Linked DNA regions of Mus musculus: all the other regions are linked to region 1. A link is a contact called in public promoter capture Hi-C data. All regions are on one chromosome and are shown on one strand. Each heading gives the region's core, a stretch centred on a gene start, on an enhancer-like site or on the middle of the called end of the contact. The rest is flanking DNA. Distances are from core to core; before and after follow the strand shown. Region 1 holds the start of Oasl2 (2'-5' oligoadenylate synthetase-like 2). Region 2 holds the start of 4930401G09Rik (RIKEN cDNA 4930401G09 gene). Region 3 holds the start of Coq5 (coenzyme Q5 methyltransferase). Region 4 holds the start of Cabp1 (calcium binding protein 1).

Region 1 (5,456 bases), core at 2,019-4,518:
ATCCTGACAGTCTGAAGACTATCAAGTTATAGACAAATTAAGACTGGTAAAAGAAACCCTGTATAAAATAGTAAAAACTGAAAAAAGAAAAACTAGTCCTCTCATGAGAAGACAGACCTGACATCTACTGAAAAATAGACTTTACTGAAAAAATATGTGTATGAATACCTTCTGGTTTTTGTGAACGTTCTCAAGATAGATAAAAGCTTTTCCTTGTAAAAAACTGAGACTACTCAGATAGTCATCAAGAAGATTATTAAAAATTTTCCAAGGTTCGGAGTGCCAAAAGCAATACTGTCAGATAATGGTCCTGCCTTTGTTGCCCAGGTAAGTCAGGGTGTGGCCAAGTATTTAGAGGTCAAATGAAAATTCCATTGTGTGTACAGACCTCAGAGCTCAGGAAAGATAAAAAAGAATAAATAAAACTCTAAAGAGACCTTGACAAAATTAATCCTAGAGACTGGCACAGACTTACTTGGTGCCCCTTCCCCTTGCCCTATTTAAAACTGAGAATACTCCCTCTTGATTCAGTTTTACTCTTTTTGAGATCCTTTATGGGGCTCCTGTGCCCATCACTGTCTTAAATGATGTGTTTAAACCTATGTTGTTATAATAATGATCTGTATACTAAGTTAAAAGGCTTACAGGTGGTGCAGAAAGAAGTCTGGTCACAACTGGCTACAGTGAACGAGCTGGGTACCCCAAGGACATCTTACCAGTTCCAGCCAAAGATCTGATCTACGTACCTTATTCTGTTTCTGTTCCCATGTTAAAGATAGAGTAAATGCAGTATTCTCCACATAGAGATATAGACTTCTGAAATTCTAAGATTAGAATTACTTACAAGAAGAAGTGGGGAATGAAGAATAGAAAATTACTGGCCTCTTGTGAAAACATGAATTTTTTACCTCGGAGCCCACCCCCTCCCATCTAGAGATTGTAACACTCCTAAACTTTTCACCCCAAAACTCCTCACCCTAAAGTTCGAACCCTCCCAACTAAAAACTGTTCCAAGAACATTTTTGAGATAAAGGCCTCCTGGAACAACCTCAAAATGAACCAGGTACTCCTTAGTTACGTAGGTTCCTTGATAGGACATGACTCCTTAGTTACGTAGATTCCTTTGGCAGAACTCCCTAGTGATGTAAACTTGTACTTTCCCTGCCCAGTTCTCCCCCTTTGAGTTTTACTATATAAGCCTGTAAAAAATTTTTGCTGACCGTCGAGACTCCTCTACCCTGTGCAAAGGTGTATGAATTTCGACCCCAGAGCTCTGGTCTCTGTGCTTTCATGTTGCTGCTTTATTTCGACCCCAGAGCTCTGGTCTGTGTGCTTTCATGTCGCTGCTTTATTAAATCTTGCCTTCTACATTTTATGTATGGTCTCAGTGTCTTCTTGGGTACGCGGCTGTCCCGGGACTTGAGTGTCTGAGTGAGGGTCTCCCCTCGAGGGTCTTTCAGCACCAGACATGAACATGGTGCACAGACATGCAGGCAGGCAACCTGCTCACATTTTTTTTTTTGGCTTTTCAAGACAGGGTTTCTCTGTGTAGCCCCGGCTGTCCTGGAACTCACTTTGTAGACCAGGCTGGCCTCGAACTCAGAAATCCTCCTGCCTCTGCCTCCCAAGTGCTGGGATTAAAGGCGTGCGCCACCACGCCCGGCCCTCACATTTTTAAAAGAGAAATAAACCTTTAAAAAAAATTGTAATGGAAATCAGAAAAGGGAGATGTACTCAGTGTGGCGACCTTGTTAAGGACCAAGAGATCAAGCAGACCTAGACCCCTCCCCCCAAAGGCCATCTCTGGGGTCCTGAGGTGAGATTAAAGTCTGAATAACAGACAGCATCCCCTTCAAGCTGTGGTCCCGGTTCACCATCGACCCCCTCCTTGCCTGGGCTTCGTCTTATCCTGAAGGCACTCTGACAAGATGTTAGACTTGTGTGAAATCTGTTTTTAGGAGACAAGATTTCCCTCTGGCTGCCCCCCTTTCCTCTCCCAGCATGAGATTTTTGGGGAAATTACCATTTCTTTGGGACCCATCATTTCAATTATAGTAGTCTGATGGGTTAAGAGACACAAAGTATATGTTTAGACTATCTTCAGTTTCCACCAGACTACTTACAACGTCATCTGACACCTGAGGCATGGCACCCGGGACCCACAAGCACAGGACTCCTTCCTCAATGTTTCTGGGGCTCTGTTTCAACTCAGTGACCCCTTGTTGACATGGTCTCCTTGACCCCAATGGCCATCCACCTTTACACAGGTGGACAGGAGAGTTAACACGTTACTTGGTTATTTTGTAAGCAAGCTTACTAGTAAATCCTTACTAGCATCTGTGTCAAGCAAGCACCTCAAACCTCAATCCAAGCTTCCTTCTTCTGAGAAGAGAGAATCTCAACTGAGAAAATACTTCCATAAAACTGGCCTTTAGCCGGGCAGTGGTGGCGCACACCTTTGATCCCAGCACTTGGGAGGCAGAGGCAGGCAGATTTCTAAGTTCGAGGCCAGCCTGGTCTACAGAGTGAGTTCCAGGACAGCCAGGGCTACATAGAGAAACCCTGTCTCGGGAAAAACAAAACAAAACAAAACAAAACAAAAACTGGCCTTTAGGCAAGCCTGTGAGGCATTTGCTAAATTAGTGATTGATGGGGGAGGGTCCCGCCCCCTTCCCCCCCCCCCCCCCCCCCCGTCCATTCTGGGTCATGCCAACCCTGGGGGGGCAGTCCTGGGGTGTATGAAAAAGCAGACTGAGCAAGCCATAAGGAGCAAACCAATAAGCAGCACACACTCATCCACCGCCTCTGTTCTTGAGTTCCTGCCCTGACTTCCCTGCATGGTAGGCAATCTCGAAGATGCCACAAAAAAAACCTTTCCTCCGCTGGGCGGTGGTGGCACACGCCTTTGATCCCAGCACTTGAGAGGCAGAGGCAGGTGGATTTCTGAGTTCCAGGCCAGCCTGATCTAGAGAGTGAGTTCCAGGACAGCCAGGGTTACACAGAGAAACCCTGTCTCAAAAAACAAAAACAAAACCAAACCAAAACAAACAAACAAACAAAATTCTTCCCCAGGACATGGTATTTATAGCAGAGATAGGAACCCTAACCAAGACAGGATATATAGATGTGTTTCCTGGGTAGTGTGATATGAAAGTTACTATTTGTGGTGACTGTGGCAAAAGTTGCCTTTTAGGCATGAAAAAAAAAAAAAAGCTTAGTCAGGAACCTAATCCTACACCCAAGGCTGCACCTGATAACCAGAACACGTCACTCACTGAAGATAACTAGACAGAAAACATCGTGAGACTACCTCACGCTGTCCATTGACCAGGAGCAATCCTTTGTGCCTCACATCTTTGGGACTGCGGTAGGCATCAGAGAAATGTCACCTCGATGGGCCCTGCAGCTGGAGAGTCTGACCCTGGATATGGCCTTCAGCTAAGACACCTGCACAGATGATGAGCAGCCTCGGGGAGACTAGCTGAGGTCGGTAGTTAGGAATGTGGAGTGTGGATGTTGTGACCCTCAGCATAAGCAGGAATAACCTAGCCTAACCCTATCGCTCGAGACGCCACTAGTAACGGAGACACTATGCGTGATTAAGAATGAAATAAATGCATTTGCCACTGCCAGATCACCAGGCAGATGAGATTATGTGGCCAAATCGCTGCCACTGAAACTGCTGAATCTTACTCTGTTGTGGTAAACAACATCCTGTGCTCACAACAGAGCCGGTGGGGAGACTGCATCCTTAACTCCTGTTCCCTTCTGCCTTGAAGAAGGTAAACTGGATCTCCCTGCAGTTTCACTTTCAATTCTTGTCAAAGCTTGGTTTCTGTTTCCAGTTTCTCCAAGGAGGGAGGGGCAGAGCGCTTTTCTTCTTTCCATGCAACTCTCCATCCCATTGTCTCCTCCAGAGAACGCTGCAGGAAGCTTCTCCCATCAGAGCTGAGCAGAAGCTCAGAGGATTTATCTAGAGGACAGGCTGGCCCAGCTGAAATGGACCCGTTCCCCGACCTGTATGCGACCCCTGGGGACAGTCTAGACCACTTCCTGGAACACAGCCTTCAGCCCCAGAGGGACTGGAAAGAGGAAGGGCAGGATGCCTGGGAGAGAATCGAGAGGTTCTTTCGGGAACAGTGCTTCCGTGATGAGCTGCTCCTGGACCAAGAAGTCAGGGTGATTAAGGTGGTGAAGGTAAGCACACAGGGTTCTGAGTTTAAAGCTCACCTCTGCCCTGTGGGGCTTGTGAACTTGAGAGGTGGGCCATTTCACCCCCTCTGAGTCTGTGTCCTCTTCTTAAGATGGGTTTAGTAGAAGCAGTAAATGGGATAAAGCATAGAAAATTTCTGTGCATTTAAAATTAGCCTTGCAATGCTGAAGGACAGAGGTGGTAATGATAATTTGGGATTCTGGTTCCTGAATGGACCATAGTCACCGGTTTCCATAAAATGTGTGCCTTTGCTTCCTGTCTAAGAAATAATACTTGGCCAGGCGTGTGTGGTCCTGCATGCTTTTAATCCCATCACTCAAGAGGTAGAGGCAGGCAGATTTCTGAGTTCGAGGCCAGCCTGATATAGAGTGAGTTCCAGGGCAGCCAGGGCTGCATAGAGAAACCCTGTCTGGAGAAAGGGAAGGGAAGGGAAAAAGGGAAAGGAGGAAAAGGGAAAGGGGGAAAGGATAGGAAAGAAAAAAAAAAAGACTACTACTTTACTTCTAAGTGAAGGAAACCTATTGTTCTCTAAGTTAGTAGTATTGGTCATGTTAGAAATTACCTAGCAAGACTACTTGGTAAACCATTGGGATTCTAAGGGCTGCCTGTGTAAGTAATTCTACGGCTAGCTGTTTCTCCCAGAAAAACACAAACTTACAGCCCACCCCCTCCAATCAAGACCATTTGGATCAGAGCTCTGGGTGTTGTTTATTCTGCTAAAATGAATGACAACTTAAGTGGTTTTTTTTTTTTTGTTTTTTTTGTTTTTGTTTTTCGAGACAGGGTTTCTCTGTATAGTCTTGGCTGTCCTGGAACTCACTTTGTAGACCAGGCTGGCCTCGAACTCAGAAATCCGCCTGTCTCTGCCTCCCAAGTGCTGGGATTAAAGGCATGCGCCACCACCACCCGGCATGACAACTTAAGTTAACTTGAGTAAGTCAACTTTACCTGGGAACTCTGAGCCATGGTAGCAGAGGTTAAGACGGGAGAGAAAGAGCTTTTGATGAAGAAAAATCTCAACAAACCTTCAAAACCAGAGATCAGGGAGGGTTCTTAGCCAAAAAGCTTTGAAGACAGAAATGGAAACTCCCACAGCTGCTGCAAAAGGATACATCGTATCCCATTTGTGTTCTGGTTCCTGCAAATTTCTGCCTGACCTAGGTCGATTGCTTGTAGCAGCCTCTTGGCTTCTGGGACTTGAAAGAAACAAACAACAAAAAAAGGAAGTCCAGAGCTGGGTGTG
Region 2 (5,456 bases), core at 900-3,399, 460 kb after region 1:
TCAAGGTGAACAGCAGCAACCCCAGCACTCCAGGAGTTAGGATGGTCCGAAAGGCAAGGTCATCCCGTGCTACACGGCTAGTCTCATCTACATGAGATCTTGTCTCAGAAAGAAAACAAAATCGAATCTGCTGGGCAGTGGTGACACATGCCTTTATTCCCAGCACTCCGGAGGCAGAGGCAGGCGGATTTCTGAGTTCGAGGCCAGCCTGGTCTACAGAGTAAGTTCCAGGACAGCCAGGGCTATACAGAGAAATCCTATCTCGAAAAAAAACACACACACAAAGAAAATCGAATCTAAGGCATGTGAGGATGTGTTTTGCAGTGCTGTGGTGCTGCTCACTGGTGGAGATCACTTTCTGCTCTGGCAGAGGATAATAAAGGGCCCAGAACCCAGATAGTGGGTCAGAACTTTACATAATTCCAGTTCCAGGGAATCCAACACGCTCTTCTGGTCCCCACGGGCACCAGAAATGCACATGGTACATGTAGGCAAAACACTCATATACATAAAATTAATAATGATGTAAAAAATATGGTCACCGGGCAGTGGTGGCACACACCTATAATTCCAGCACTTGGAAGGCAGAGGCTGGTGGATTTTTGAGTTCAAGGCCAGCCTGGTCTACAGAGTGAGTTCCAGGACAGCCAAGGCTACACAGAGAAACCCTGTCTCGAAAAAAAAAAAAAAAAAAAAAAAAGTCTATGAAAATACATTAAATGAGTCCCTACCACATTGTATTTAAACATTTTTTAGACGGAAAGGCTGCCTACAGTTTGTGTAGCTGCTATGCACATGTTTGAGGAAAGCTATATCTGGGCTTTTTTTCTTTTTAAACATTTGGCTATGAATGTATACTATTTGTGTTGTTTTAAAAAATCCTCCCATCCAAAAAAAAAAAAGATCCAAGGCTGTTCAGCTGCTACCGGGATTTCTGTCGCTCTTGTCAGTTCCATAGACTGTAAGTCACATGAGGACAAGAACCCTTTGGGCAGAGTTAAATCAGTCAAAGGACTGGGTAGGGGGTGGGTGTCCAGCACCTGCAGTACCGCTCGCTCCCAGTGGGTGGCAGGCTCCTCCTAGGCGGGCGCCGCCCAAAAGCCTGGGCCAGGGAAGTCCTGCCTTCGACCTTCAACGTGGCTGGTCTCCTCTCAGGTTCCTGGAAGGAGATGGAGGGAGGTGAAACCTGAGAAAGGAATACAGGGAGAGAGGTCGGCTCAACCCCGGGGGCTCTTTCTTCCGGCCTTCTTCTGAGGCTTCTCATCTTCCTCACATTGGTACAAGAAATCTTCAAGGTAGGCATGGTGGTGCTCCCCCCACCCCCACCCCCATTATCCCAGCACCAGGGAAACTAAGGCAGGAGAATGAAGAATTCCAGGCCAAAACACATGCCTTTCATCCCAGAACTGGGGAGGCAGAGACAGGAGAATCTCTGTCAGTTTGAAGCCAGCAGGGTCTGTCACTATGTATAGTGAATCCCTGGGTGCGTGAGGGATGGGAGTCTTCAGTTATTCTAGTCAGGCCTGTTATTCCAACGACTCTATATTCTGGAACAAAAAGATCACAAGTTCAAGGCCAGCTCCAGGCTGTAGATTGAGTGCCAGGCTAGTGTGGGCAACTTGGTAAGATCTGTCTCAAAACAGGAAATAAACGCTAGGCATGTACTTTTAAACGCAGCAATAGAAGACAGAGGCAGAAAGGACATTGCAAACTCAGGGCCAGCTGGGGCTTCGTGGTAAGAACCCGTATCAAAAACAAGACATGGACAAATTACGATTAAGAAGGCTGGGGATGTAGCTCAGCAGTCTGGCAATTGCCTAGCATGCCTGAGGCCCTGGGTTCAATCTCCAGCACCGCAAAAAAAAAAATTTTTAAGTAACAATCAAACAAATAAATAAGTTAGAAAAGAAAAGGAGAAAGGAATTGGGACAAAGCAAAGTGCTTACCTAACTGCACAAGGCCTGCGCTCTGTCTGTCCCTAGCACTGTGATAAAAACAGCTGTGGTAATAAATGCCTGTTATCCCAATATTCAGGAGGCGGGGGCAGGAGAATCAGGGGCTCAAGGTCATTACGTAGCAAAACCAAGGCCAGCCTGGGCTACAGGAGATCCAGTCAGAGAGCTCTGAGAATCCTCATTTCCTGTAGGAGTGGGAGTAGATAAGAAATACGAAGAAAAGTCCCATCCCTCCCCCAGGAACTGGGCACAGAGCAGAAGGCAGGAACCTTTCCTGAAAATCTGCATAACTCAGAACTCACCTGACAGTTGATTTACTGCCCTGCTTGGTATTCCCTTTGATCTTCAGGTGGTGGTGAGTTGTCTGAAGTGGGGGGCAGGGACACACACACACACACACACACACACACACACACACACACTCACTCACTCGGGTTCTCTAACAGAGCTGCAGGCCCTGAGCCACCTCCTCAGCTTTTGGTTTGTTTGCTGCTTCATTGGTTGGTTGGTTGTTCTTTTCTTTTTAATGACTTCTTTGTTTTTATTTCGCGGGAACTGGTGTTCTGCCTAAGTGTGTGTCTGTGTGAGGGCGTTGGATGCTGTGGAGTTGCAGGCAGTTGTGAGCTGCGATGCGGGTGCTGGGGATTGAACCCTGGTCCTTTGGAAGAACAGCCAGGGCTCTAACCACTGAGCAGTCGCCCCAGCCCTGTTTGTTTTTAAGTAAGGGTCTCACTATATAGCTCAGGCTGGCCTTAAATTCCCACCCTTTTGCCCTAGCCTCCTGAGTCTCTCCCTCCTCCTCCTCCTCTTCCTCCTCCTCTTCCTCTTCCTCCTCTTCCACCTAGTTTTTTTCCTAACTTTTATTTACCATCTCTGGTAAGAAATCGAGAGAGCAAGAGAGTGAGAGAGCAAGCAAGAGAGTTCAGTAGTCAGTGCAAGCGGAGATCAGAGGACAGCTTTCAGGAGTTGGTTGTCTCTCGCACCACGTGGGTCTTAGGGAACTGAACTAAGATTTTTAGGCTTCATGTTTTTGTTGTTTTTGTTTTTTGGTTTTTTTTTTGTTTTTTCTTTCTTTTTTTTTTTTTTTTTTTTTTTGGTTTTTTGATACAGGGTTTCTCTGTATAGCCCTGGCTGTCCTGGAGCTCACTTTGTAGACCAGGCTGGCCTTGAACTCAGAAATCCGCCTGCCTCTGCCTCCGGAGTGCTGGGATTAAAGGCGTGCGCCACCACGCCCGGCTTAGGCTTCATGTTTAGTGCCTTAATCAATGACTCACCTCTCACCTCACCCCTCTGTCTTCTTTAATAACCGCAGGTCAGGGATCTGGGCAGTAGCTCAGCTAATAAAGTGCTTGCCTTACAAGCATTCAGACCCCAGGTTCAATTCCTAGAACCCATGTGGAGAAAATTAAAATAAAATAATATAATATAATAAAAAAAGAAAGAGAAGGAGGAAAAGTGAAAATCCCAGCACTTGGGAAATGAGACCAGAGGACTCCTAGGGCTCGACAGCCACTGTAGCCTAGTTGGTGAGGTTCGTGAGATTCAGGCCTGCCAAAGAAAAAGCTCCAGTCTTTAAAGAACAATACCCAAGGTTATTCTCAGGCTTCTACCTACACGCGCGCACATATACACACACGCCTGTGCACCTGCACACACACATCTGTGTAATCCCTCCACCTGTTCACCTGCATATACCTGTGCATCCTCACACACCCGCACATGCACACTAATTGTAGATAAGACAGTATATAGTTAAAATTAAGAAAAGAAAGACAGGGCCGGGCAGTGGTGGCACATGCCTTTAATTCCAGCACTTAGGCAGAGGCAGGCAGATTTCTGAGTTCAAGGCCAGCCTGGTCTACAGTGAGTTCCAGGACAGCCAGGGCTACACAGAAAAAACCTGTCTAGAAAACAAACAAACAAGTTTGAGGCCATCTCCAGTTACAGGAGACCCTGCCTCAAAACAAACAAAAACAAAAACAAAACAAAATCCAAACCAAACCTAGCAATCAAAACCTTAGAGATAGGAGGGGGGCTAGAGAGATGGCTCAGTGGTTATTCCCAGCAGGGCCGCTCACGAGCTGGAACTGCTTTCAGTTCTGCAGGTGGTGCACGGATATATATACGTGCAGGCAAAACATTCGTACACACAGATAAGCAAATTAAAAAAAAAAAAAACCCATAAAAATAAGACCAAAGAGCAACAATGGAGGTGGGGGGGTGGGGAGGGAGAGAGAGAGGGAGGGAGACAGGGAAAGGGGAGGGAGGGAGAGAGGGGCAGAAGGAGGGGGAGGGGAGGGAGGGAGAGAGGGGCAGGAAGAGGGGAGAGGGGGAGGGGAGGGAGAGAAAGGGGGAGCAGGGGGAGGGGAAGAATGGGAAGGGAGAGGGGAGGGAGGGAGAGAGAAAGGAAAGCGAGGCTGGAACACCCACTTCACTGCTCACCCTCTGGATGAGAGGGGCCACATTTACATCTGCTAGAGCCAAGAGTCTTTGTTGCTTCCCTCTACTGAACCCTTGGGTTGTCATTCAGGGACTCCCAGGGCCACTGTCACTCACTCTGTCTCACCCACGTTGTAGACTCATCCTCCCAGCTCCTTGTCTCCAGCATCTCTGCAACGAGTTGGTGCCATGTGTACGCAGTTTTCCCCTCGATTATTAGCCCTGGGCATCTCTTGCCCGTCCGTTTGATGGTTTTCTTTTTTTTTTTTTTTAAAGATTTTATTTATTTATTATATATAGGTACACTGTCGCTGTCTTCAGACACTCCAGAAGAGGGAGTCAGATTTTGTTACGGATGGTTGTGAGCCACCATGTGGTTGCTGGGATTTGAACTCCGGACCTTCGGAAGAGCAATCGGGTGCTCTTACCCACTGAGCCATCTCACCAGCCCCCCCCCCCCCCCCGTTTGATGGTTTTCTACGGGCGGCAGCCAGTGCCGTCCAGTCCACCTTCCAGCATCCAGGGACCAGTGTTTCCTTCCTCTCTCTCACCAGGATCTCATCCAAGTCCTCCGCATTTCTTTACCCCGGTGTCTCTCAGCTCTTTCCCGCCCACCTCTGTTGAATCACCGGCTAGGCTAGCCGGTGTTCCTCTGCTGGGACCACGGCAGTGCTTCCCAGACTGTTCTCCCTCCTTGGAGCCTCACCCCTTCCCATCTGCTCTCTCTATGGCAGCCACAGGGATCTTTCTAAAGCGCAGAGCTGATGTGAAACCCTTCAGAGACTGCCTGTTGCCCTTAGGATAAACCCCAGATTCTGACCTCCGAGTCCTGACCTGTAAGCGCTCCCCAGTCCCGTCCATCACTGCTCGGTCACCTTCTGCGGTAGCTTTCCTCCTGTTTCTAAAACCTTCCCAAGCCTTTCCAACGCCAGGGCCTTTGTTCATGCTGTAATCTCAGTCAGGAGTGGTCTTACCTTCTCTTCCTCCTTCCCCCTCCTTTCTTCCTCCCACTTCTCCTTCTCTTTCCCCCTTTCTCCTTGCTTTCCTCCTTCTCCCCTTCCT
Region 3 (5,456 bases), core at 2,157-4,656, 380 kb after region 1:
CTGCTGTGCGGGAGCACGCCTTTAATCCCAGCACTAAGGAGGCAGAGATAGGTGGATCTGGATCTCTGAGTTCGAAGCCACCCTGGGTTCCACGACAGCCAGGGATACCCAGAGAAACCCCTGCCTGGAAGAGACACAAAACAAAACAAAACAAAACAAAACAAAACAAAACAAAACGGACAAGGAAGTTGTAGAGGGCACTTCAGGGGGAAAGTTTTTTTGTTTTTTGGATTTTTATTTTATTTGTTGTTGGTTTGGTTCTTTTGGTATTTTTTTTTCTGAGACAGCGTGTCTGCTATGAAGCTCTGACTGTCCTGGAACTCACTCTGTAGATCAGGTTGGCGCCATACGCCACCTGTCTCTGCCTTCTGAGTGCTGGGATCGAAGGTGTGCACCACCACCAAAGCAGACTGCCCTTCTTTTGTTTTGTTTTTAAGACAAAGTCTCGCTATGTAGCCAAGGCTGGCCTCCTACTCTTAATATTCTTGCCTTGGCCTCCCAAATAATGATCTCTAGTAGTTCTTGTTTGGTTTTATGCTTTTGTTTGTATGTGGCGAGGGATAGTAGGTATTGAATCTAGACATGCTTGGACATGCTAGGCAAAGATTATACCTCAGTCTGTTTCCTACTTTTTATTTTGAGACGGGGCTCACTGTGGTGTCAGAGCTAACCTAGAATTTGGAATTATCCCGCCTCAGCATCCCAGCTCAAGTAGCTGGGGCTACAGAGCTTCACCATCAAGTCTAGGACTCGTTATTCTTCACAGTTACACACACACACACACACACACACACACACACACACACTTTTTTGTGTGTCAACTTGACACAAGCTGGAATTATCACAGAGAAAGGAGCCTCCCTTGAGGAAATGCCTCCATGAGATCCAGCTGTAAGGCATTTCTCAATTAGGGATCAAGATTAGTGGAGGGTCCATTGTGGATGGGGCCATCTCTGGGCTGGTGGTCCTGGGTTCTACAAGAAAGCAGGCTGAGGAAGTCATGGGGAGCAAGCCAGTAAGCAGCACCCCTCCATGGCCTCTGCATCAGCTCCTGCCTCCAGATTCCTGCCCTGTGTGAGTTCCTGTCCTGACTTTTTGGTGGTGAACATCTATGTGGAAGTGTAAGCTGAATAAACCCTTTGCTTTCTTGGTCATGATGTTTGTGCAGGAATAAAAACCCTGACTAAGACACACACACACACACACACACACACAGAGAGAGAGAGAGAGAGAGAGAGAGAGAGAGAGAGAGAGAGAGAGAGAGAGAAGAGCATGCTTCAGTTGGAAAATGTAGTGTGATGTCCAGAAGGAACAGCTAAATCCCAAGGTCTACTCTGACACACAACAGAAGTACAGCAAGTTCTAAAATACTGTGGTGAAACTTTATTTCACAGAATGAAGACACGAGAATGCTAAGTGTGTGGATGAATAATTTCTTCCTTCTGTCATTGATAAAAATGGAAGCGAGGGGCAGAGGATCCCAGTGCAGGAGGTGTCCATCTGTCAGGATATACTGAATGGAGAAGACACTCTTCATTTAAAATTTCTTTCTTAGGATCCTTGGCATCTTCTCCTTGTGAAATATTTACAGAAAATATACATTTAAAAGGGATTTAAAACAGAAACATTCAAGCAGAATTCAGCAATCTCTATACTTGCCTTTGGACAAGATGTTCTGTAATATGTTATCTTGACCATAAAAAAAAATCAATTTTTTTTGTTTTGTTTTTTTGAGACAGGGTTTTTCTGTGTAGCCCGAGCTGTCCTGGAACTCACTCCATAGAACAGGCTGGCCTCAAACTCAGAAATCTGCCTACCTCTGCCTCCCAAGTGCTGGGATTAAAGGCATGCGCCACCACTGCCTGGCTTCAGTTTAAAAAAATTTTTAAAGGCCCTGTGTAGTGATACAGGCCTTTAATCCCACCTACCAGGAAGATCAAAAGTTCAAAGCCTGTATCTAGGTGACAAAGTGAGTTCAAGGCCTTGCCAACTTAGTGAAATGCTATCTCAACATAAAAGATAAGAGCTGGCAAGGTGGCTCAGTAGATCACAGTGCTTTAGTTGTAAGCCTGAGGATGTGAGTTCAATTCCCAGGGCCATGGAGAACTGACCCCTGAAAGTCATCTCCTGACCTCCACACATGGATCTTGGCATGTGCACGCCTACGTGTGAGAACACGCGTGCATGCACACACACACATCAAAAAGACACAATTTATTTAATTATTATTTATTTATTTTAAAATTAAATATACTACCAGTTGGTGGTGGCACACACCTTTGATCCCAGCAGTTGGGAGGCAGAGGCAGGCAGATTTCTGAGTTCCAGGTCAGCCTGGCCTACAGAGCAAGTTCCAGGACAGCCAAGGCTACACAGAGAAACCCTGTCTCATAAAACAAACAAACCAAAATTAAATACATTTAAAAGGCACTCGGGTAGAGTTTAGTGTCACAGCACTGTTCAAGTGTGCACTAGAACCTGCACACCATTCCAGATGCCACTAAAACGATGTGGGAGGAGTTCAGGCTTGTGCTGTCTGACTTAACCAGGCATGTTATGAGTTCAAGTACACTCTGGACTAGGTAAACTAGTTCCAGCTTTAAAAAATATATATATTCACATGAGGCACACACAGGGGGGTTGACTCATCAGTTATAATGCTTGTCACCAGCACCCAAATCCTTATGCTCATTCACCTAAAACTACAGTTTTAAGATATCTGACATCTCTGGGTTCCACAGGCAGCTGCACTCACGTTCACATACATCCACAGACACACAAGTGTATATACTTTACTTTAGATGTATGTTTGTATGTGTACATATATGTATACACACACATATGTATACACACACATATACATACATACACATATATGTATGTGTGTATATACATATACATATATACACATATATGTATGTGTGTATATACATATACATATATACACATATATGTGTATACATATATATATATTTTTTTTTCAAATCATGTAATTTTGATCTTTAACTTACAACATGCCTCAATTTCACCCAGTTCCTGCACCAGAAAACAAAAGTTGCAGGGCATGAGGGAGCACACTCCAGCACTTGGGTGGATTTCTGCGAGTTCCGGGCCAGCCTGGTCTATTCAGTTGTCTTTTCCATAGTAGTCTTTAGTCCTAGCTAACAGGATGGAAATATGGCCGCTGAAATATAATTAGGGCCTCTGTCTGAATTCTGCTTATTCCTGCTAAACTCTAGATTCAGTCAGGGAACACAGGAAAGGCTTTCAGGTTTCCAAATCCTAAACCAGGAGGACTCCTTAAAAAAACAGGCGTTTGGGGGTGCGTTCCACTAATGTGTCTCCTGTCGGCCGCCGTCACCCGGCTGGTGACGCAACCCGACGTTCTCCCCGCCCCGCGGTCGCCGGGGTGTCACGATGGCGGCGCCCAGGTGCTGCGTTCTATGGCGCGTCTGCGGCCGCGGGTGGTGGCGAGCCACGGGACACTGCAGGCTCCCCGGGTGTCATAGATCCTGGCCATGGGCCACGCTGGGAACGCGGTCCTTGTCCCAGGAGAAGCGAGCCGCGGAAACGCACTTCGGGTTTGAGACCGTGTCGGAAGGGGAGAAAGGAAGCAAAGGTGACAGAGGGCGCGAGGGTGGATGGAGGGACCTGTCGGGCTCCTGTTCGGGTTCCTTTTCTCACTGAGGGTTGATTGGATGCCCTGTCGGCCCCGGAGCTGTGTTCCTTACTGTCCTGACTTCCCAGACCCAGCTTCCCTTTCGGGGACTCATTTGCTGTCACTGCCACTGCAGCCATTTGAGACGCTGCCCCCGGCGACGCGCCCCCTTTTGTCAGGGTCTCTCTGTGTCACCTTGACTGCCCTGGAGCTGTCCAGGATGGCCTCGAACTCACAGAGATGCACCTGCCTGTGCCTCTGCCTCTGGAGCGCTGCCATTAAAGGCTGTGCGCCACCAAACCCGGCTTTTCCCTCTTTGAAGCACAGCATGACCCTTTACGCTCGTCAACTGCGAGATTGTCCTATACGTATGCCAGGTGCCGTGTACAGATTTTCCCCCCACCCATTTCTCACTTCAGTTTCCCACTAGTGACTGTTGTTACTACTTTTCTGAGGGAATATAGGGTTAAGGTTAAGCTTGCACTATTTAAAATGGTAGCCAGGAGCTGGGACTGTGGCACAATTGGTCGAGTGCTGCTGGCCTGTCACTTCCTGCGGCTCAGTTTCATCCCCAGCACCTCATAATTTGTGTGGTGGTGTAAACTGTGTTCCCAGCACTTGGCAGGTGTGTGGGGGAAGGTTACAAGTACAAGGTAATTCTCTTACTGTACTGTGAATTTGAAGCCAGCCTCAGACAGAGAGATACTGCCTCCACAAAGATAAGTATAAACTTGTAAGTTAGAAGAGTAACTACTTGTCTAACACAGAATTTACATCCTTATTTTCTTACTAAAGAAAGACACTAAAAAAAGAAAAAAAAAAAAAAAAAAAAAGCCGAGCACTTGGGAGGCAGAGGCAGGCGGATTTCTGAGTTTGAAGCCAGCCTGGTCTACAAAGTGAGTTCCAGGACAGCCAGAGCTACACGAGAAACCCTGTCTCAAAAAACCAAAACCAAACCAAAAAAAAAAAAAAAAAGACGCTATCCCCTCCTTTTAAAAACACACGCTCACACATAGTTCAGGGCCATCCTTGCCTACATAGAGAGTTCCAGGACAATCAGAGTTACACTATGAAACCCTGTCTCCAAGAAAAATAAAACATCAGAACTGTCTGACACATACAGTGCCATGCATTCAGGAGGCCTGGGGTAGGATCACAAGTTCAAAACCTTTCCTAAAAAACAAAACCAAAAAACAACAAACAAACTAAACAACGAAAACAACTGCTTAGCAGCTACAAGCACTTCAGTCCTAGCATTCACATGATTGTTCACAATTGTCTATAACAGCAAGACGTTTGACTCCTTTAGGGTAGAGTCACTCTTGCACAGGGATCGCCTAAGACCATCAGAAAATCCAGTTATTTACATTATGACTCACAACAGCAGCAAAACTACTGTTATGTACTTATGAATTAGCAATGAAAATAATTTTGTGATTGTGGGTCCCCACAACATGAAGAACTGAACTAAAGGGTCAGCATTTAGAGGTTGAGAACCACAGACTGTAACCTGTTCCAAGGAATCCGAAGGCCTCTTCTGGCCTCCATGGGCACACATGTGGCACCCAGACATACATGCAGGCAAATACTCAACACGCATAAAATAAAAATTAATATATTTTTAAAAGTCCAACAGATGGGATTTCACTAACATTTTTACAGTTCTTAATTTTGGTTTAAAATTTTAAATCCTAAGAAAAATTACAGTTTTGAGGGGAATCATATTGTTTTATTTTTGTTTTAAAATGTAACAGGAGTGATGTGAACACTTTTTCCCTCATTATGGAGCTTAGGGTAG
Region 4 (5,456 bases), core at 2,057-4,556, 300 kb after region 1:
AGGTCACAGAGATACAAAGTGACAAAGTTGGAAGCTAGGGATCTGGTACCTTTCCCAGCCACCATCCCACACATCAGCCTTGAAGCCACAGTGTCTCCTCCCTACAGGCAGCAGAGACACTCCCGGTTGTCACTGGGGGGTGTGTGGAGGTGGGGGGTCTTACTTCCCATTTCCCCAAGTGTGGAGAGTCTATCTGGATACCTCTAGTGTGCCCAATCCTGGCTCTCTCTGCTGCTATTACAAGCAGAAGAAGTGCAGCCTTATAGTTAATCAGCATCAGCAACAGCAACATAGATGCCACCCTGGCTTGGTGATACCCAGTGGACCAAGCTCTCTATACCTAGGCCTGCAGAAACCATTTAACTTCCCCAATTCACTATAATTGATCTTTTCTCTCTCTCTCTCTCTCTCTCTCTCTCTCTCTCTCTCTCTCAATAAATAAAAGCCCTGATGAGATAAAAGCAATTCACCTAATTCACCTGAGGTTTAAAAAAAAAAAGTTAAAATTTTTGATAAATAAGTTAACGGCGTGAACAAAATACACTTTGCCCTAAGTGGATCCACCTAGAACTTTCTGTTTTCAGGGCTCCATTTTGCCTTCTCTTAGTCTCCACCCTATCTTTAAGGACAGAATGTTCAATGCAGGAGAGAGATAGCAAGGAGAAACTACTTCTTCCTAGTCAAAGGAGACAGGAGGCTCTGACACAAACCTCTTAGATGGGTTTGTGGTCCTGTCCCCACAAATCCCTTAGAGGAGTCGTCACCAGGAAACTCAAACTGAATGTGCTGAGGGGAGGGGGTGGAAGGGGAGAGAGTCTGCTGCTCTGAGAGGCAAGCGCTTCCAGAGAGAGGTAGTAAATATTTCATGGCACCTTCCAGCTCCTTGTGACTCAAGTGACCCCGTGACATTTCAGAACCCGGGGGCTGGAGAATCGTCTCCACTTAATGGCTGAGACATGGAAGAGGTCGTTGAAAGGTTCTGGGGCTTGGACAAAGGCCTCTGCCAGCAAATGTTGCAAATGTAGGGAGCAATGGTCCTTTTGCCAGATCACTGGCAAACTGACTAATCAGCCTGATGACTGGGCACCTTCCAAACGGCTGGGTCGAGAGCTCCAAAACAGCCCCAAATCCTAACTCTTCCCACCACTCGCTTCCTAGTGTACCACCAATGCCCCGGGAAAGTAGGTGTTCAAGAAATGCTTAGTAACTGAGTGAATTGCAGCTCCCCACTCACAACACAGCATTTGAATGACAACCCAGTCCAGACCCACAAATCACTCCTAACACGCTTAGGCTCCTTGGAGCACACAAACCACTGCAGTGAGCATCTCCCTTGGCACGTAGCCAGGCTCTCGCCCTCTCCCTCTCTCTCGCAGGGCCCTGCGTCCAAACCTCTACTCCTGAGCACCGCTAACAGGGCTCCCTGCAGGAACAAAGCCGTGTGCCTGCTGGCCCCGTCACACCATCACAGCGGTCCCGGTGCAACCCGAATCCACGTGCAGCTGCCTTCATGACAGAGCCCCGCCTGCATTAACCACTGCAGAGTAGTATTTTGAAAAGAAGCGAGCAGTTCTGAAGCAAAAAACACACGCGGCCTCCTGATCCCCGCACAGCCAGCGGGAGCTTGAGGTGGTTATCTTTGCGATAGATCCTACCAAAGAAACACTTAGACCCCTGTGTCTGAAACTATGCCAGCCTTTTGATTGCGCCTCTGCAGAACTGACTCCCTGAGTTTGATTCAATTACAGTCTCCCAACTAGAGGAAATCTTGGCTTTGCTCAGAAGTTCACGGGTTCCTGTCTCTCCTGCGACACAATACCACAATGTAGCCTTGAGCTGTTTGTAAATGCCCCGCTGACTGGAATCCTTGCGGGCAAAGGCGTGCGAGGGACAAAAATGAGTCACCAATGACCTCTTAGTGGCCTTCCTAACCCTAAAAGGCACACCAACCCAGGCTTGGATTTTCTGGGTCTTATCCCACAATTGCCTAACTGCCATTCAGATAGCATCCCTGGAATACCATCTTCCTTGAAAACACTCTCAAGTTCTAGATGGAGCCGTAGCTCTGGACAGACCCTTCATGCCTGTCCAGACATCTCTTCTCCTCCCCATTTTTCCAATCCCCTAACTTTCCCAGACCTTTGAGGACACTCTAAGTCACGGCTAGTATAAATCATCCACAAGCAACTCGCTGTACTCCCAGGCCCTCCCCCTTTGCCGCTCAGACTCCAAGCCCTTCGCTCCTCTGGGTCGCCAGAGGCCAGAGAGAGGAGAAGGTTGGCGCCGCCTGCTCCAAGCGCTGCTCACGACCCTGGAAAATCTCCCGGAGGATTGCGGAGGTCGCTCTTGCAGGTGCGAGGCAGGCTCAGCTGAGCGGCGCCCAGGAAGAGGCCCGAAGTGTGGACAGCGCACAGGGTGCTGAATCAGACACGGGGGTGGCGGAGCGCCAGGGCCGCGGGAGGACAGGATGAGCCAAGGTGCACCCCGACTGGGCAGAGCGAGCAGAACCGGGGACGCGCCGCCGCCGTAGGGTCCCGAGCGCCGGTGCCCGGAGCGCGGGCGAGGGGCGCGGCCCTTACCTGGCCGAAGGCGGAGCTGAGCATGGGGCGCAGCCGGTGGAGGAACGGGTCCGCCTCGGGGGTGCCAGCAGGAGCCGGGTCCCCGCGACCCCGCGATCGCAGGGAGCCCCGTAGACCGAGCGCTGGCGCCAGCCCCCGTTCCTCCCCATCGCGCCCGCGGGCCGGCGGTAGCGTCTCCCGGGGCCTGCAGTGCGCCTGGGGCAGCCCACGCCGGCTCCCGCGCGCGCCCTCGTCCCGCGGCACGGGCCGGCACAGGGGCCTCCGCGAGCTGGGGTCCCCGCACGGTGGAGGCGAGCCGGGGCAGGGACCGGGCAGCCGGCGGCCACGCAGCCCGGGGTCCCGCGCAGAGCTGTGGCGGGGAGCCCGGCTGCCCCCGCTCGCCGCCGCCGCCTTGAGCAGCGACGTCTTGGACTCGCTCTTGGCAATGTGCGAGCTCATCGCGGCGGGGCCCGCGCTCGCATGGCCCGGCGGGGGTGGTGCGGGGCCCCCGGAGGGCAGAGAGCGGGGCGCCCGGCGGGAGCCAAGCCCGAGGACGCGCTGCAGGCGGGCGCCGTCCCCTGGCCGCTTAAATGCGGCCCCGTCGCCGCCGCCCATGTGACAGCGCAGCCTCTGCGCCTGGAGCCTCGAGCTCCCGGCGGCCGGCGCTGCAGATCTGGGGGGGCAGCTGGTTGTCCCCCGAGAGCCCACCCCCGGCTCTCCCGCGGCCCAGGTGCCGCCGCGCCCCGCCCCTCGCCCCGCCCAGCGCTCGGGGAGTCCCGCTTCCGGGCGCCTCTGGTGGCCAAGGGGGCGCTGCGGCACTGAATGTGAGCACGAGGGAAGGGGCTGGCTAACCTCCCCCAAGGAGACTGGCGGAGCCCCTTATCACGCCCAGAGGATCCCTCCATGCCCAGGATCGGCCGGTCGCCCCCCCCTCACCCCAAAGTCAAGCAAGGGTGCACTTTCCAGAGAGAACAACTTTGGCAATAGGACCAAAGGGGTGCAGGACGCTAGAGACTCAGCTAGGATGCAGGCACTCTGTGACACCATCCAGACAAACGCAGGAGCCAGATGACCTGGAAGGATAAAGCTAGGAGTGTATCCATGCCTCGTCCATCCACCTTCCATAGAGTACACCGGACTAGGATTGCCCCGAGCAAGTCAGCCACGGAATTTACAGTTGACACAACAGAAGAGGAGCCAGGTGGCATCTGGCTGCAGCTACCTGTCCCGGAAGTGCCTGGTGGTGGTCAAGTTCCAGGTAGGACACGTTGGCTATGCTTGTTTCTCCATCGAACCACCTCCTGCCCTTCTAGTTGTTAGAGAGAGGACTCCTGCCCTTGGTAAGCATCCAGGAAGTCACACTGTGCTGGTTTCAATCTCAAATCCCAGCTCTGCAGCTTGCCATCTGGGAAGCTTGGGCAAGTGTCATCAGCCTCCCTGAGCCGGTTTCCCCTCTTCAGTGAAATGCAAATGATTCTTCCCAAACTGATTTCGTGGCGACACAAGATTTCCTGGTGCTCAAGAAAGACTCCAGCAGGAGGGAGCTGGCACAGGGCACACACTCATTTAGCAGCTTCTCTCCAGTCTGCACCTCCTGAGGCCCCCTTGTACCAAGGTGCTTAGTAGTAGGGACGTTAAGATTTGGAGGCGAGGGCCTCCCTGTTCTCTGCCCATCCTCTGTCCCTTACAACCTGCTCACTGCTTAGCCTCATTAGGATAGATGGGCAGACTCCCAATATCACGGGGCTTCGAGGAGGACCCTCTTTTTTGCATGGTGTATTTCTACCTATGCATGTGCAAAAAAAGAAAGATCTGGACGTGGTGGCATGGGCCTGCAATTCCAGCATGTGGTAGGTGGAGGAACCAGAATTGCTATAAACTTGAGGCTTCAGAGTAAGACTCTGTTTAACTATTCTAACTCGTGTGTGTGTGTGTGTGTGTGTGTGTGTGTGTGTGTGTTTTGGGGGGGGGATCTGGGTGTGGTGGCACATGTCTGAAATCCCTTGGGAGAAGCAAACAGGAGGGTTAGAATAACGAGTTCCAGGCCAGGCTGGGCTACATGAGACCCTGTCATATAAATAAATAAAGCTGGGCAGTAACGGTGCACACCTTTAATCCCAGCACTTGGGAGGCAGAGACAGGCGGATTTCTGAGTTCCAGGACAGCCAGAGCTATACAGAGAAATTCTGTCTCAAAAAACCAAACCCAAAATAAAAGAGTGTTTGCTTTGGGCTGAAGAGATAGCTCAGCCATTAAGAGCACTGACTGCTCTTCTGAAGGTCCTGAGTTCAAATCCCAGCAACCACATGATGGCTCACAACGATCCATAACAAGATCAGATGCCCTCTCTCTTCTGGTGTGTCTGAAAACAGCTACAGTGTACTCATAATAGATAGATAGATAGATAGATAGATAGATAGATAGATAGATAGATGTAACAGGCAAGGTGTCACATGTCTTTAATTCCAGTGCTCAGAAGACAGAGGCAGGCAGACAGATCTCTATGAGGCTGTCATAGTCTACAGAGTTATAGGCCACTCATGGCTACATAGTGAGACATGTCTCAAAGCAAGCAGGCAAGCACATCAACAAACAAAGACCCAGGATGGCCAGGGAAAGCAATTGCACAGAACAAAAATGATCAAGGAAATGAACCAGCATTTGGGGGATTAAAGACAATGTACACGCAACATAAACCTCAGGAGATGAAGACCTGAGCGGAATCCCTCAGGAGCCGATAAGCAGCAAGGGCTGACTGTAAATCCCGGCTGTGCCTGCCGCTCACCAACCTTCCTGAAGCCTACACACCCCTGAGACAAACCTCTGTCTGCCCGGCCGCCCATTTTGGAAACCCAAAGAAGCTGGTTATCTTGCACACAGTTAGTTATTAACGCAAAT

What was found. Promoter capture Hi-C pulls out the DNA fragments that hold promoters and counts their contacts. Capture Hi-C pulls out chosen DNA fragments and counts their contacts.
Region 2: a promoter capture Hi-C map of hematopoietic stem and progenitor cells shows a contact between it and region 1, with 2.5 times the contacts expected there. The contact joins the promoter of 4930401G09Rik here to the promoter of Oasl2 in region 1. A contact is called at or near these places in 2 of 39 promoter capture datasets (hematopoietic stem and progenitor cells and pre-B cells), 1 of 115 datasets of contacts at active chromatin or transcription factors (memory CD8 T cells) and 1 of 9 other capture datasets (adipose tissue).
Region 3: a contact with region 1 is called in a promoter capture Hi-C map of pre-B cells, with 2.6 times the contacts expected there. The contact joins the promoter of Coq5 here to the promoter of Oasl2 in region 1. A contact is called at or near these places in 6 of 39 promoter capture datasets (the C10 cell line, embryonic stem cells, frontonasal cranial neural crest and 3 more), 2 of 115 datasets of contacts at active chromatin or transcription factors (the 230-238 cell line and embryonic stem cells) and 2 of 9 other capture datasets (adipose tissue and pancreatic islet).
Region 4: a promoter capture Hi-C map of adipose tissue shows a contact between it and region 1. The contact joins the promoter of Cabp1 here to the promoter of Oasl2 in region 1. A contact is called at or near these places in 5 of 39 promoter capture datasets (the 3T3-L1 cell line, the HPC-7 cell line, hematopoietic stem and progenitor cells and 1 more), 2 of 115 datasets of contacts at active chromatin or transcription factors (bone marrow-derived macrophages and memory CD8 T cells) and 2 of 9 other capture datasets (adipose tissue and liver).

Annotation. Positions count from the first base shown.
Region 1 is chr5:114,893,666-114,899,121 of GRCm38.p6, forward strand. Oasl2 (2'-5' oligoadenylate synthetase-like 2) reads left to right here and starts at 3,269. Exons shown (of 6, transcript NM_011854.2): 1 at 3,269-4,197. The coding sequence starts at 4,000.
Region 2 is chr5:115,357,974-115,363,429 of GRCm38.p6, forward strand. It overlaps 4930401G09Rik (RIKEN cDNA 4930401G09 gene), which reads right to left and starts at 2,150. Exons shown (of 2, transcript NR_163911.1): 1 at 1,947-2,150; 2 at 727-1,159. It also overlaps a transcript of Msi1 not described here.
Region 3 is chr5:115,276,296-115,281,751 of GRCm38.p6, forward strand. Coq5 (coenzyme Q5 methyltransferase) reads left to right here and starts at 3,407. Exons shown (of 7, transcript NM_026504.2): 1 at 3,407-3,619. The coding sequence starts at 3,418.
Region 4 is chr5:115,191,075-115,196,530 of GRCm38.p6, forward strand. It overlaps Cabp1 (calcium binding protein 1), which reads right to left and starts at 3,307. Exons shown (of 6, transcript NM_001310712.1): 1 at 2,580-3,307. The coding sequence starts at 3,173. Gm35515 (a long non-coding RNA gene) reads left to right here and starts at 3,264. Exons shown (of 3, transcript XR_387599.4): 1 at 3,264-3,816.